Linked DNA regions of Danio rerio: region 2 is linked to region 1. A link is a contact called in public HiCAR-type data. All regions are on one chromosome and are shown on one strand. Each heading gives the region's core, a stretch centred on a gene start, on an enhancer-like site or on the middle of the called end of the contact. The rest is flanking DNA. Distances are from core to core; before and after follow the strand shown.

Region 1 (7,046 bases), core at 1,566-4,065:
AATAAAGTGGCCGGTGAGTGTATATAATTGAACTCCTTAAAATTACGTTAAATTTAAAACTTTTTCTTGGTGTAAAATTAAATCATTTACATTTTAAAAAGTTAGGGGTAAATGTAGTTTAATGGGTAATTTAACAAATAATGTGAATAGCTGTGTAACTACTGTTTTTGGTTGGGTTTAGGGTTGTGGTAAGAGTAGACGTTAATAAAATACAATTAATGGGTAATTTAATAAAAAATATGAATAATATCCAGTGTAATTACTCTTTTTAAATTACTCTGATGGTTGGGTTTAGGGTTTGGGTGAGGGTAGACCTTAATAAAACAGATTTAATGGGTGATTTGATCAGTAATGTACGCTAAATAATTCTCGTTAACTTCCATCCGCAGCTGTATCCCTTCTAGCAACAGCCGTTGCGTTTTACGAAGGCGAGGACGAGATTTTATGGTTGTTTGTCTAGCTGTGAGCCAATATCCAGCTCTTCCAGTGAGACAGGCTGGTTCAGTAGGGTTGGTTTAATCCTAATGACATTACATAAAGCGCCATGTTTTCGGCTGGAGCACCTCAGGGCCGTATCGATTATTCCACAGAAATAGCTGATCAATAACTGACCTTTATAAAGCATAGATAGATACAGCACATCAACATCACATCACATCAGTGGAGCTGCTCAAGCATGAATGTGACATATCAGATTATGAAAGTCTGCGCCTGTTTACTATTATTAATTAATATATATCTATATAATCCCCGGCTCTCGTTGCTAAGAGAAGCCGAGGGAGCGCGCGGGAGCCTGGTAATTATTAAATTCGCTTTGCCTCAGAGATTCATCGGGGAACAATTATGAAATACTTCATTACACGTGTGGAGTTTTGGGATTTAAAGCTTCAGGGGAAAACAGAGTGAAGAGACTGACCTTTTAGCACCTTTTAGTCTTTTTTTTCCACTGCTGCTACACTTCCGGTTGGCTAGCTATATTAGCGGTGTTTAAATTCAGAAGTTGTTTTTGTTTGTTTTGATTATGGTGCATAAAAGTTTCTCAGGGGGGACAGAAATGACAAATAAAAATACAATTACTTTTATTGAATTTAAAACTTTTACATTTCAATTTTTACAATTTCTGAGATTTATTTTTGTTTGACTTATAATCTGAAATGAAACTTTTAATTTCACTTTTAAATGTGATTTTGTTTTCATATAGAAATAATATTAATTTATTTTTAGTTATGATTTTTTTATTGTAATGCATGGAATATTTATTATGCATTATAATTATTACAAATATTTAATTTGTTAAATATTCATTTATTTGTTTTCTTTTGGCTTAGTCCTTTTATTAATCAGGGTTCGCCACAGCGGAATGAACCTCCAACTTATCCAGCATTTGTTTTACATAGCGGATGCCCTTCTAGCTGCAACCTAGTACTGGGAAACACCCATACACACTCATTCGCATACACTACGGCCAATTTAGTTCATCCAGTTCACCTATAGCGCATGTGTTTGGACTGTGGGGAGAGCACCTGTAGCAAACTCCCCACAGAAATGCCAACTGACCCAGCCAGGACTCTAACCTAACTACACTTATTGGCCACTTTATTAGGTACACCTTACTAGTACCGGGTTGGACCCGCTTTTGCCTTCAGAACTGCCTTAATCCTTCGTGGCATATATTCAACAAGGTCCTGGAAATATCCCTCAGAGATTTTGCTCCATATTGAGATGATAGCATCTCGCAGTTGCTGCAGATTTGTCGGCTGCACATCCATGATGTGAATCTCCCGTTCCACCACATCCCAAAGGTGCTCTATTGGATTGAGCTCTGTTGACTGTGGAGGCCATTTGAGTACAGTGAACTCATTGTCATGTTCAAGAAACCAGTCTGAGATGATTCACACTTTATGACATGTGTTTTTATTTATGTGTATAATGTTTTATTTATTTTTATTATTTACTTTTGTTTATTCATGTATTTATCTTTTTATTTTCTCCTTTTTCTTGTTTTGTTCAATCAGAGTTTTATTTTTTATTGTGTTTATGTATTAATATATTTGAGTAGCATCATGAATATGTATATCGTCGTTCCCCCTATATGTAATATTCACAATAATAATATTACTAATATTTACAATAATAGTATTATTAATAGTAGTAATAATAATAATAATAATATTCACAATAATAATAATAACAACAATAATACTATTCACAATAATAGTATTAATAATAATAATAATAATGATAATAATATTCACAATAATCATAATAATAATATTCACAAAAATTAATAATATCCACAAAAGTAATAATAGTAATAATTATAATAATATTCACAATAATAATTGTATTATTATTATTATTATTATTTATTATTATTATTATTATTAATATTATTATTATTTTACATTAATGTGGTGGTTGGGTCTAGGTTTGGGATAGACGTTAATAAAATACAATTAATGAACAATTTACAAATAATATGAATAATTATCGACCCGTTACTACATGTATTACGGTAAAGACTCGATGGGATACAGCTGCGGATACATCACATCAATAAAGCTTAATTCTTCTGACAATATACAGCAATAATTACATTTGTTAAATTACTTTGATGGTTGGGTTTAAAATGTAGTGTGAGTGTAGACGTTAATAAAATATAATTAATGGAGAATTTAACAAATATTTATAAAATATTATCGACCGCAGCTGTATCTCTTCTACCACCTATTTACTACGGTTGCGCGCGGGACGTCATGCCGGTACGCGTGCGACGCAGGCGCGTAGGACGTGACGCAGTGCTGACGTGTGCCTAGGTAAACCAAGGAAGTAAATGGTGGTTCTATGACTGATGTTGTGAGACATCCAGAAGGGAAATACAGTGGCATGAGCTCTAAACACCGGGAAAACTCCAGCACGACACCGGAGAGCGTCCGCAGACACAGGTGCAGTGAAACACCGCGGCACACACGCGTTTACCGACTCACACACACACACACACGTATACAGGCACTAACTAACGTTATACTCAATAACAAAGACAGAAACGAAGTTTTTTTGCACTGCAATTGATGGTCAACAGTAAAAAAATGACAAAGTGTGCCTCTTCCCAACAGGGGAAAACAAACAACAATTAGGAATCCATGATTATGTGCTGTCATGGCTGTACAATAAAAAATATATCCTTATAATGGAAGTCAATGGAGCAAAAACACCACACACACTGAGCTTTTATCCCGTTATCTGAAGACAGTAAAGCCAGTAAATTGCTTAACTGAGTCACTAAAGAGCTTTACTGAGCAGATTGAGGTGAAGTTGGACTTATATTCGCACATTTGTCCAGTGACAGCTTGTGACATGCTTGTTTACCATAGTATTCGCTCTGAAATCACATCTAAGTATGACTTGTTTAATCGAAGTTGAACAGTACTTCGATAGTCATTTTCTACTAGCTAGTGTGATATCCCTGTTTACCATTTGCAAACATCAACAGGATGCTTTTCTGAAGCTATATATGTAATATATATATATATATATATATATATATATATATATATATATATATATATATATATATATATATATATATATATGTGTGTGTGTGTGTGTATATGTATATAATAACATATATGGAATTAAGGAGTAAGTCAGAATGTGCAAATATAAAACCAACTTTACCTCAAAAATGAGCAGATGGTACTGTAGTGAATGAGGACCACTGAGGTAAATGTAAACTACCAGACAACGACAATATTGAAAGTACAACACTGTCAATTAAATTGTGCAAATGTTGTTTTAAGTCGTACTTGCATTTGATTTCAGACTGAAAATATTCAAAGTGCCATAATAAACAATATAGAGAGCGTGTCATAAGATGCCACTGAATGAATGTGTGAATATAAAATTAACTTTAACTCAATCATAAAACAGCCCTGTTTCGGTTTTTCCCAATCTGAAGACAATCACCTACTGCAACTTTAATTATTATTTTTATATCTTAATTTATTACTTGTGTGTGAAACTGATCAGTAATTTACATACAAATTAGAATACAGAGTTTAATACATAATTTATATGAAGGTAAAGAGAAACTAGAGTGTCATAATCCAAAATGAAACCAATATGGCAAAAATACAATCTCGATAATTGTTTTTTTATGGTGAACGATATACATTTTGATACTCCATCAAATAATTGGGGTAAAGTTTGTTTTATATTCACACATTCTGACTTTCACCCTAATAATATGATTTCAGAAAATTATTATTAGCATATTCTAATTAGTAAAATCATATTAGCAGCCAATGACGATCAAGGTACAGCATTGTTCACAGCTGATGTTGTTTTAGGTCTTACTTGCATGTGATTTCAGAACCAATATTCAAAGTATGATAGTATACAAATATAGAGAGCATGTCACACAATGTCACTGAATGTGCAAATATAAAACCAGCTTTACCTCAATCATAAAACACCTGGAGAATCAGAAGCTCACTATTGACCATATTTGGAAGGGTCACGAATATCAGTTATATTATTTTACATCTTAATTCATTCATTGTGTGTAAAACTGACCAGTGCTTTACATTCAGACCAGAATACAGAGAGCAGAGAGCATCATGGGTAAACGCAGAGCACCTGAGCTTTACAGAGCGCCGTTCCCTCTGTATACAGTGAAGATGGACCCCAGGACCGGCTTGATCATCACTGCTGGAGGAGGAGGAGCGTCCAAAACGGGCATCAAGAACGCTGTGGTACTGACCATTTACACACATTTAAGGCATCTTAACTTTGCCCAAACTATGTTATGTTAAAGCTGCCTTGGGTAATTTCATAATTTATTTAATAATATTTCAAAATAAATTAAAAACATTATTAAAATTGTATTGTCCAATGCAGTATAACTTTTTAAATGAGAACTTAATGCAATAAAAGCACCCAATCACAGTTATAACACAGTGGAGTTCAATGCTGAATACACAGGTCAAGCAGAATCTGCCTTTGACTTGATTTGCTCACCAAATCGTCTGCATTGCTGGGTGACAGAATGTACATTTAAACAAAATAGGATTAATTTACACCATTTAATCACTCTATCATATTTTAAAATGAAACCCTTTTAGGGCTGGGCAATTTGGCAAGATGATACTTAGTAGTATATAACATGATAGACTTACTTTACATCGTCTGATTGATAGCATTGATGTATTTTAGCTTATAAATAATATTTTTATATTTTTTATAGGAAGCGGAGAGAACATTTATAAGGCCTTTAAATGATCATGATCAAAAATGTGCTTTGAACAAGCTGTCACCCATAATATACTAGATGCTACTTAAATAATATGATAGACCTACTTTATATCATCTGATTGATAGTATCTATGCTTTTTAGTTAATACATAATCTTTAATTATTTACAATAAAATCTTAATTCAATATTATCTTTTTTGACCTTGAGATTTCTGAAATTTATATAAAGGAAACTAAAGTTTACTCCTGAAGTCTGCTCTATAATATTTTAAAATTAAACCATTTAGCCAAAATGCAACCTCAATAATCCTTTTCAATATTGAGCTATATGTATTTTGATACTTAATAAACACCCATAGTATCAGAAGCTCTGTATTGACCATATTTGGAATGGTCATGCATATTAATGAGCTCTTCTCTGATGCAGCTCTCTGTGCTCTCTCTCTCTCTCTCTCTCTTAATGGAAATGTGCAGCCCTCTGTGATAGTTATTTAACACTCAGCAATCTGTCTGTTAGTAATGAAACAAATACTTTTGATTGCAGTCATTTATACAAACATTAATTAAATATAATTTTATTTTATAACTATACACCTATAGGATTGCGCTTTAGACCCATCTTGTGGTCAGACCTGGAAATTCATTCGGCGTGAGAACTCGCAGTGCATTATATTTTCTAGCTGTTGAGTGTGCATGGGTTGTACACTTGTTATTGTGCGTTGTGGGATTGATTGGTCCACTATGGTTAAGAAATGGCTAGAAATAACTGCTACGGAGTATAAGGTGCGATTTCAGACACAGCCTTGGTCTCTTTTGCAGCATTTTCTGAGTCTGGATCTGGTGGGCGGTGCACACAGCGCCACCTTGCTGCACACTCATGAAACAGACACTCGAGCCACCATGAACATGTGTCTGGGAGGAGATGTGATGGCGGCAGGACAGGACGACACGTGCAGATTAATGAAGTTCAGTCTTCATGAAGCCAAACACAACAAGAAACCTGCGGCCAAAGATGGTTAGTCAACACAAAACACCGCTGATGAGTTTTTAAACACTTTCCATGTTTACAGAATTAGTAGAAGTGAAATCTGGGTAAATGAGGGATGAATAAGTGTAGGAGGTTATCTTACTGTGATCATTTTGACCTGCATTGCATTGTAAACTGCTCGCACAGCTCAGCTTCACACACTAGATGGCGCTGTTTTGCTACTCAAAGTCCAAATGGAAAGTGTGTGTGTTATTTTATTACCCTCAGCCCCAGGACAACATCTCCTACATTTCAAAGTTAAATCTCGCTTTGAAAGTTTAAAATAAAGAGACACCTTCTCAATCCTGTTGAGATTGGTCACTTTCACCTTAAATTAAACTTTTGTCCTGTGCACTTTAAAGAGGTTAATCATCAGAGAGCAGGCGGTCTTAAAGGGATAGTTCACCCCAAAATTATAACTAACCATCTATTTACTCTCCCACAAGCAGTGGCGCAAAAAGGGGGTATGCAGAATATGCGGCGCATAGGGGCGACACATATGGGGGGCGCCATTGTGCCAAAACTATTTTTGAAGTTATCCATATTAATTTATATGTATTATATTGATTCATCCAGCCTTTTGGTAACTTGTTAGCTAAAAACTATTTTAATTTTAGCTACAAACAAAGTTATAACCTTTCAATTAAATAGAACATTTGCTTGTTTCTGTTTATTTTTTTGTTACACTAAACATTTGACAGTCTTTTTTTATTTAACTTTTAGCAGTTTCAGTCAATTGTTCTTGCAAAGACAGACCTTACACTTC
Region 2 (7,046 bases), core at 3,749-6,248, 260 kb after region 1:
AGATCAACTTTGTGATGATGTCCCGTTAAAATAATTTGATTATGATTTTGAATGCTCATACATCAGTACTAACCTCTGGCTGTCGGCGTAGGAAATCTAGACCTTCTTCAAAGTACTCCAGGTGAAATTTGTCAGCTTTTTTGGGTAAATCCTGGTAGTTTTGGTAGGCCAAGGCTAAAACTGCAAAGCCTCTCTTTGCCAGCAGAGCTGCTCTCAACTCAAAAGGACCTCCTTTAAGTATGTAAGTATCCAAAATCCCAGGAAATGGTCCATTACCTGAAAAAAAAAGTGTAATACCTGCAATAAAAACTCATTTAGATAACCTCAGGCTCAGTGGCGTAGCGCAAAATGCGGAGGCCCCCCCTACAGGGATTACTGACGGGCCCCCTGATGAAGGGGGAGGGGACAACGCGGGGAAGCGATCACAAATTGAGCAGCGGGGAAGGGAGGCGGGGTGGAACGACAACGCGGGGAAGCCTTCACAAACTGAGGAGCGATCACAAACCGAAACCGGCAAGAGCGTCAAAGTAGCCAGAAGTCATTAATTTTCTATGGGAACCGGCGGCGAGGAACAGCGCGGCACGTCTTCTCCGGTGTGAGCGTCGAGGACAGTTGAAATCAAGTCAACTATATGGTATGAGCTATGACGCGGTTAGGCGGCAAGCAATCAGAATGAAGTAGTCCACCGCTTTATAGGAGTTTAGAGAACACAGACCTGTGAACTTTGGTTCCGACCACAGTTGTTCCAAAGAGTTTAATTATTGCCAGGGCCAGCGCGTCCTTAGAGGCGACCTATTCGTCCGCTTAGGGCGGCAGAATAGAGAGGGCGGCGTCCCCGACACTATCCTTACCTCTCGCGCCCTCAGGTATATCCACGTCTAGGGCGTCGTCTGCCACATTACCCTCACCACCTGCGCCCTCAGTTATACCCGCGTCTAGGACGGCAGAATAGAGAGCGCGTCTAGGACGGCAGAAGAGAGAGGGCATTTAGGACGGCAGAATAGAGATCGCGTCTAGGACGGCAGGAGAGAGAGGGCAGAATAGAGGTCGCGTCTAGGACGGCAGAAGAGAGAGGGCAGAATAGAGGTCGCGTTTAGGACGGCAGAAGAGAGAGGGCAGAATAGAGGTCGCGTCTAGGACGGCAGAAGAGAGAGGGCGTCTAGGACGGCAGAATAGAGGTCGCGTCTAGGACGGCAGAAGAGAGAGGGCAGAACAGAGGTCGCGTCTAGGACGGCAGAAGAGAGAGCGCGTCTACGATGGTAGAATAGAGAGCGCATCCAGGACGGCAGAATAGAGAGCGCGTCTAGGACGGCAGAATAGAGAGCGCGTCTAGGATGGCAGAATAGAGAGCGCGTCTACGATGGCAGAATAGAGAGGGCGGCGTCCGTGACACTACCCTCACCACCCGCGCCCTGTTATATCTGCGTCAAGGACGGCAGAATAGAGAGGGCGACTTTCTCTTCAAAGTTGAGGGCGGCGTTACCGTCCTTTGCCTGGAGCGGCAGTTCAGCTTGCTCCGGCCCTGATTATTGCGGTTGCCAAATTATCAATTATTTAAAATCGCGACGACGCAGGGCCCTCTAATCACGCAGGGCCCCCCTGCGGTGCATGCCCTGCGGGCCCGTCTGCTACGCCACTGCTCAGGCTGTGGCATAGCTGTAAATGACACATCCCCATTTTCAGCACAGCAAGGCAATGCCCTAAACATTCATATCTGTTACCTGACTATTATAAGATATTATAAGACTATATATAACTTATTAAAAAGAGACTGTAATGAGTTTTGGGGCAGCACGGTGGCACAGTGGGTAGCACAATCGCCTCTCAGCAATAAGGTCACTGGTTAGAGCAGGGGTCACCAATCTCGGTCCTGGAGGGCCAGTGTCCCTGCAGGGTTTTGTTCCAACTTGCCTCAACACATTTGCCTGGATGTTTCAAGTATACCTAGTAAGACTTTGATTAACTTGTTCAGACGTGTGTAATTAGAGTTGGAGCTAAAATCTGAAGGACACCAGCCCTCCAGGAACAAGTTTGGTGGCCCCTGGGTTAGAGCCTCGGCTCTAAACACATGGGCTATAGGTGCATTGGATGAACTAAATTGGCCGTAGTGTAATAGAGTGTGCTTGAATGAGAGTGTATGGGTGTTTCCCAATATTGGGGTGAGGTGACCTCTGAAATAGAGACTTAGTCAAAGGAGAATTAATGAATGATTTTAAAACTGTGTCTGGTGCTAATGTTGGCTTAAGTGACAGAGAGATGAAAGAGACAGCATAATAATGCAAATAACTGACCAGTGGGCATAAAAAGAGTCCCTCTGATCCTTCCTTCGGTGACAAGACTTCTCCGGACACCCTCGCTCAGGCAGTGTCTCTCGTTGGTCACTTTGGCCAGGACTTTCTCATCCTCACCGACAACCTCAATGTCAACAAGAGCTGGACGCGTCACATCTTTCAGCTTGAACTTGCAGCTTAATAGATCTGCTTTCAGAGCCCAGAATAAACCCATCGGTTCCACTCCAGAAAAGCTCCCGCCAGCAGAAGAGTCGCGCTTGAGGTCAATTTGGCCATTGTCATCTGCTAGGTAGATCGCTGAAGCCTTGAAATCACGTCCACCTTCATCCGTGATTTTGGAGCGCAGATTCACACGTTGATGTGGATTTAAGCCGCTCACCATCACATGCACCGGGTCTTCGAATGAGCACTTGTAACTGGGCAGAAGCTTGATGCTGACTCCTGAACTGTAGTGCACCTTCGCAAGGGATCTTGCAAAAGGCATAAAGGCAAATTTCAGTGCTGCATACATGTTATCCCTGTGATCACTGCAGGATACTGCTTAGAAAGATGATTTCAAAGAGCTTCTTAAAGCATCTTTGGACTCGAATCAGTCACAAGATCAGTTTTATATTTATGTAGACTTTGAACTGTCAGATCTCAAATTACATATCTGCGAGCAATTTAAAAATGGCATGTGATTTTGATACGGATGAAGTAACCTGACTACAGCTGAGGTCAGAATTATTAGCCCTCCTGTATATTTTCCCCTCAATTTCTGTTTAACGGAGAGAAAAACATTTCTAAACATAATAGCTTTTAATAACTCATTTCTAATAACTGGTTTATTTTGTCTTTGCCACGATGACAGTAAATAATATTAGACTAGATATTCTTCAAGATACTAGTATTCAGCTTAAAGTGACATTCAATGCATAACCGCTTGGTCCTGGGACACAAAGCGGTTGTGGATAGGGCTCTAAGGCAGGCTCATCCAGTTCGGAGAGGTTTTCGAGGAAATTTAAGTGTGAACTTTGCTTATCGACTGATACAGGATTGAGCGGCTCACAAACAAACAGTTCCTCTGAATCAATGAACTCTACTTCAAGATCCGATTTATCGGCTGCAGGGTTGCTTCGGCTTTCTGGCGCGTCACTTTCAATGAAGTTTCGCTGCTCAGCAAGGATTGTTAATTTCCTCAAGAAGTCTCTGCTTGGCCTGATAAATCTTTTTTTCTTTTTTTTTTGTACATTCAGTTAAATAAACTTTGGCATTCATTTAGTTGCTCAAGCGTAAAACAAGACAAAAAACCTGCTGCCAGCTAGTGTTTCAGAAGTGTTATTGCAGAACAACACAAACAGCAGGCGGAAGTATATATGACAATGTGCAAGGCATGCAGAAGTATATATCAGCCTTGAGAGCCACGGCGAGGGCTATGCGACCGCATGAAGGCTACGCCGCAGCATACATGTGCGCTTGACGCAGAAGCATAAATCAGCCTTACCTGCACGTCACAATGACGCGTACCGCAAGCTCTGTGATACCATCGACTTGGTAGGGCTGACGAGTGTGTGTGGGACCAAGAGCCGCGTGAACCCATTGGACTGAGTGTTTACAATATTGGAGTCCCGTAAAGGAGCTTCAGATGGAAACTGTTGAAAACTTTGCGTCCATCTACACCGTCTGACTTTCACACTAGTGGTGTTCTCGCTCAATTGCAGTCAGTGCAACTCTGATTCCGAATGCATTCCACGGTTGCCACAGCACCGAAGTTACAACATGGCGGAGATCAGGATTTTAAAAAAGTACATGCATCTAATGATCGATCTGTCATCAAAATGCAATATTACAGATCATTAATTCAGTGAGTTTTACATCGCACTGTAATACTCGATACTCTTTAATGTAAATGTCAGCATAGTGGTCGTACTTAGTCCTAGTTATTTTGATAATGTCTGTTTTCTGCTAACTTGTAGTACAATGAATTAGCTAACGCTTGCTACAGTATAGATGAAGTGTACCGAATTGGATAAAATGACAGGCTAATATTGCAGCATGCTAATAATAATTCCCCCCTGAGAATTCTCTGATAATGTGATGTCGCACATATGACAATAAATGTCATAATACACTTTTACCTCACTCATAAATTTTTATGCTTCAGATTGTTTTAATTGATGTTGTTGTATTAACCCAGTTAGATTACATTAAGTTCATTACACCTCAAGCCTCTGCTTTGGTTAATAACAACAACAGACGACAATGTGAGTTCACTCTCAAAAATAAAGGTACGCCAGCTGTCACTGGGGTGGTACCTTTTCGAAAGGTACACATTTGTACCTAAAGGGTTCATATTAATACCTCAAGGGTATAGATTAGTACCTAAAAAGTACAAAAGTGTTCCTTTTAAAATACTTAGGTACTAATATGAATGGTACCCCAGTAACAGCAAGTACCTTTATTTCTGAGAGAGTGTAGATGTATTGTTAAAAAACCATCATTTCAACTAAAGTAGAGAAGAGAGAGAGTGAATTATTGTAAGTCTGCTCCACAATAACTGCTCTTAAGTAATGCATTGAGAATAATAGTAAACTTATGTTTAGGAAAGCTTTGCTCATTAATAGTAATCACGCAACGTGCTGTTCGACTCTCTCATTGGCTGGCTCGAGTGTCTTGAATATTCATTAGCCACGCAACTGGACATCGGCACGTTTCAATTAATATTCATGAGATGGGCTTTCAGAGCAGATAGATCGTCTCCACGGGCGGACTGTTATGGCGGAACCTTCATCGCGGAGAGAGGATGAAGAATGGCAGGATTTTAACGAATTTAAGGGCGGAACGGGACGGAATTTGGATGTTAGCGCGGAGGAGACGCGGCTGTCGCTGCTGCTGCTGCTGGACGAGCTTTCAGACGCCGAGAGCGCGCTTCAGACGGGCGCGTTCACGTCCACACACTTCGACGAGAACCTACAGCTGTGCTTTCAAGATGTGCACTCGAAAACGGACGCAGGAAATGAACTGACGTCTTTAAACGAGGAGACGACGCTAAAATGCGACGAGTAAGTGAATAAACGCATACATTACTGTAAAAATGTACCGTGCTGCTGTTTCATTGGCGTCAATGATGTCAGACGCGACATAACAGCGTAACGTTACTTCTAATGAATACATGCTGCACCGTAAACATTTAATTGCGTTTTTTTTTGTCTTGTACACTGCTTTGTTTACGTTGATGTTCAGCAGGAGTTTGATTATTAGTGTTAAATGTCGTCATCATGAAGAATTCCTGAGCATCAGTCGAGGTCACGTGACTGGGGATGTTGTTGTTTACTATGTCATGCGTTTTCAGAGACAAACAAACTACACTGAAGCATTAGTAACCATGCTAGTCATATAGCTACATGATTTACAAAAGAAATGTTTTGGACACTTAAGAAACTGACATAATCTCATCAAGTTATAATAATCAAAAGTGTCTATTTGTGAACATTTCTGTGTATTCTGAATATTTCTGTGAATTTCTATTTATTGGTATCTCTGGACTGGGCATCTGGGGTTGGTGGTTCCCACTTTTAACAATGGGCACCGGAGTGTGTGCTCCCAACTATAGGGGGATCACACTCCTCAGCCTCCTGGGGAAGGTCTATGGCAGGGTGCTGAAGAGGGTGATCCGGCCGATGGTTGAACCTAGGATCCAGGAGGAACAATGCGGTTTTCGTCCTGGCCGTGGCACACTGGACTAGCTCTATACCCTTACCAGGGTGCTCGAGGGTTCATGGGTGTATGCCCAACCAGTCCACATGTGTTTTGTGGACTTGGAGAAGGCGTTCGACAGTGTCCCTCATGGCATTCTGTGGAGGGTGCTCTGTTAATGGCCGTCTAGTCCCTGTATGAACAGAGGAGGAGTTTGGTCCACGTTGCCGGCAATAAGTCAGACTTGTTTCCAGTGCATGTTGGACTCCGGCAGGGCTGCCCCTTGTCACCAATTCTGTTCATAATTTTTATGGACAGAATTTTAGGGCGCATCCTTGGGCTGGAGGAGTCTGGTTCTGGGACCACAGGATTTCATCTCTGTTATTCGCAGACAGTGTTGTTCTGCTGGCTTCATCGAACATGGACATGTGACATCGAACATGTGACATGGCTGGGATGATAATCAGCACCTCCAAGTCCGAGGCCATGGCGCTCCACTGGAAAAAGTTGGTTTGCCATCTCCAAGTGGGAGGAAAGTCCTTACCCTAGGTGGCGGAGTTTAAGTATCCCAGGGTTTTGTCCATGAGTGAGGGAAGGATGGAGCGTGAGATTGACAGGCGGATTGGTGCAGCAGTGATGCGGTTGATGTTTATTGGTCCGTTGTGGTAAAAAAGGAGCTGAGCCCAAAGGCAGAGCTTTTGATTTTCTGGTCAATCTACGTTCCTACTCCCTCCTATGGTCACGAGCTTTAGGTGATGACCGAAAGGACAAGATCTCGGATACAATCGGATGAAATGAGTTTCTTTCGAAGGGTGGCAGGGTGCAGTCTTATGGATAGGGGGAGGAGCTCTGACACTTGGGAGGAGCTTGGAGTAGAGCCGCTGCTCCTTCACATCCAGAGAAGTCAGCTGAGGTGGCTCAGGCATCTGTTTCGGATGCCTTCTGGATGCCTACCTTGGGAGGTGTTCCAGGCATGTCCCACCGGGAGGAGGCCTCGGGGAATATGAACATTAATGTTGCGCTGGACTGAAAATAGCAACAGTTCACGCAAAACAAGTCTTGCACTTGGGTGTATGATAT

The links. HiCAR-type assays count read pairs that join an accessible place to other places.
Region 2: a HiCAR-type map of caudal fin shows a contact between it and region 1, with 8 times the contacts expected there. The contact joins the promoter of fez2a here to the promoter of preb in region 1. A contact is called at or near these places in 7 of 18 Hi-C or Micro-C datasets (caudal fin, embryo, fibroblasts and 3 more) and 2 of 4 datasets of contacts at active chromatin or transcription factors (caudal fin and embryo).

Annotation. Positions count from the first base shown.
Region 1 is chr16:2,765,544-2,772,589 of GRCz12tu, forward strand. It overlaps preb (prolactin regulatory element binding), which reads left to right and starts at 2,816. Exons shown (of 10, transcript NM_001002638.1): 1 at 2,816-2,945; 2 at 4,593-4,754; 3 at 6,073-6,268. The coding sequence starts at 4,620. It also overlaps a transcript of adcy3a not described here.
Region 2 is chr16:3,019,994-3,027,039 of GRCz12tu, forward strand. fez2a (fasciculation and elongation protein zeta 2a) reads left to right here and starts at 4,999. Exons shown (of 8, transcript XM_009292014.5): 1 at 4,999-5,332. The coding sequence starts at 5,046. It overlaps acot22 (acyl-CoA thioesterase 22), which reads right to left and starts at 2,813. Exons shown (of 3, transcript NM_001256219.1): 1 at 2,292-2,813; 2 at 74-276. The coding sequence starts at 2,802.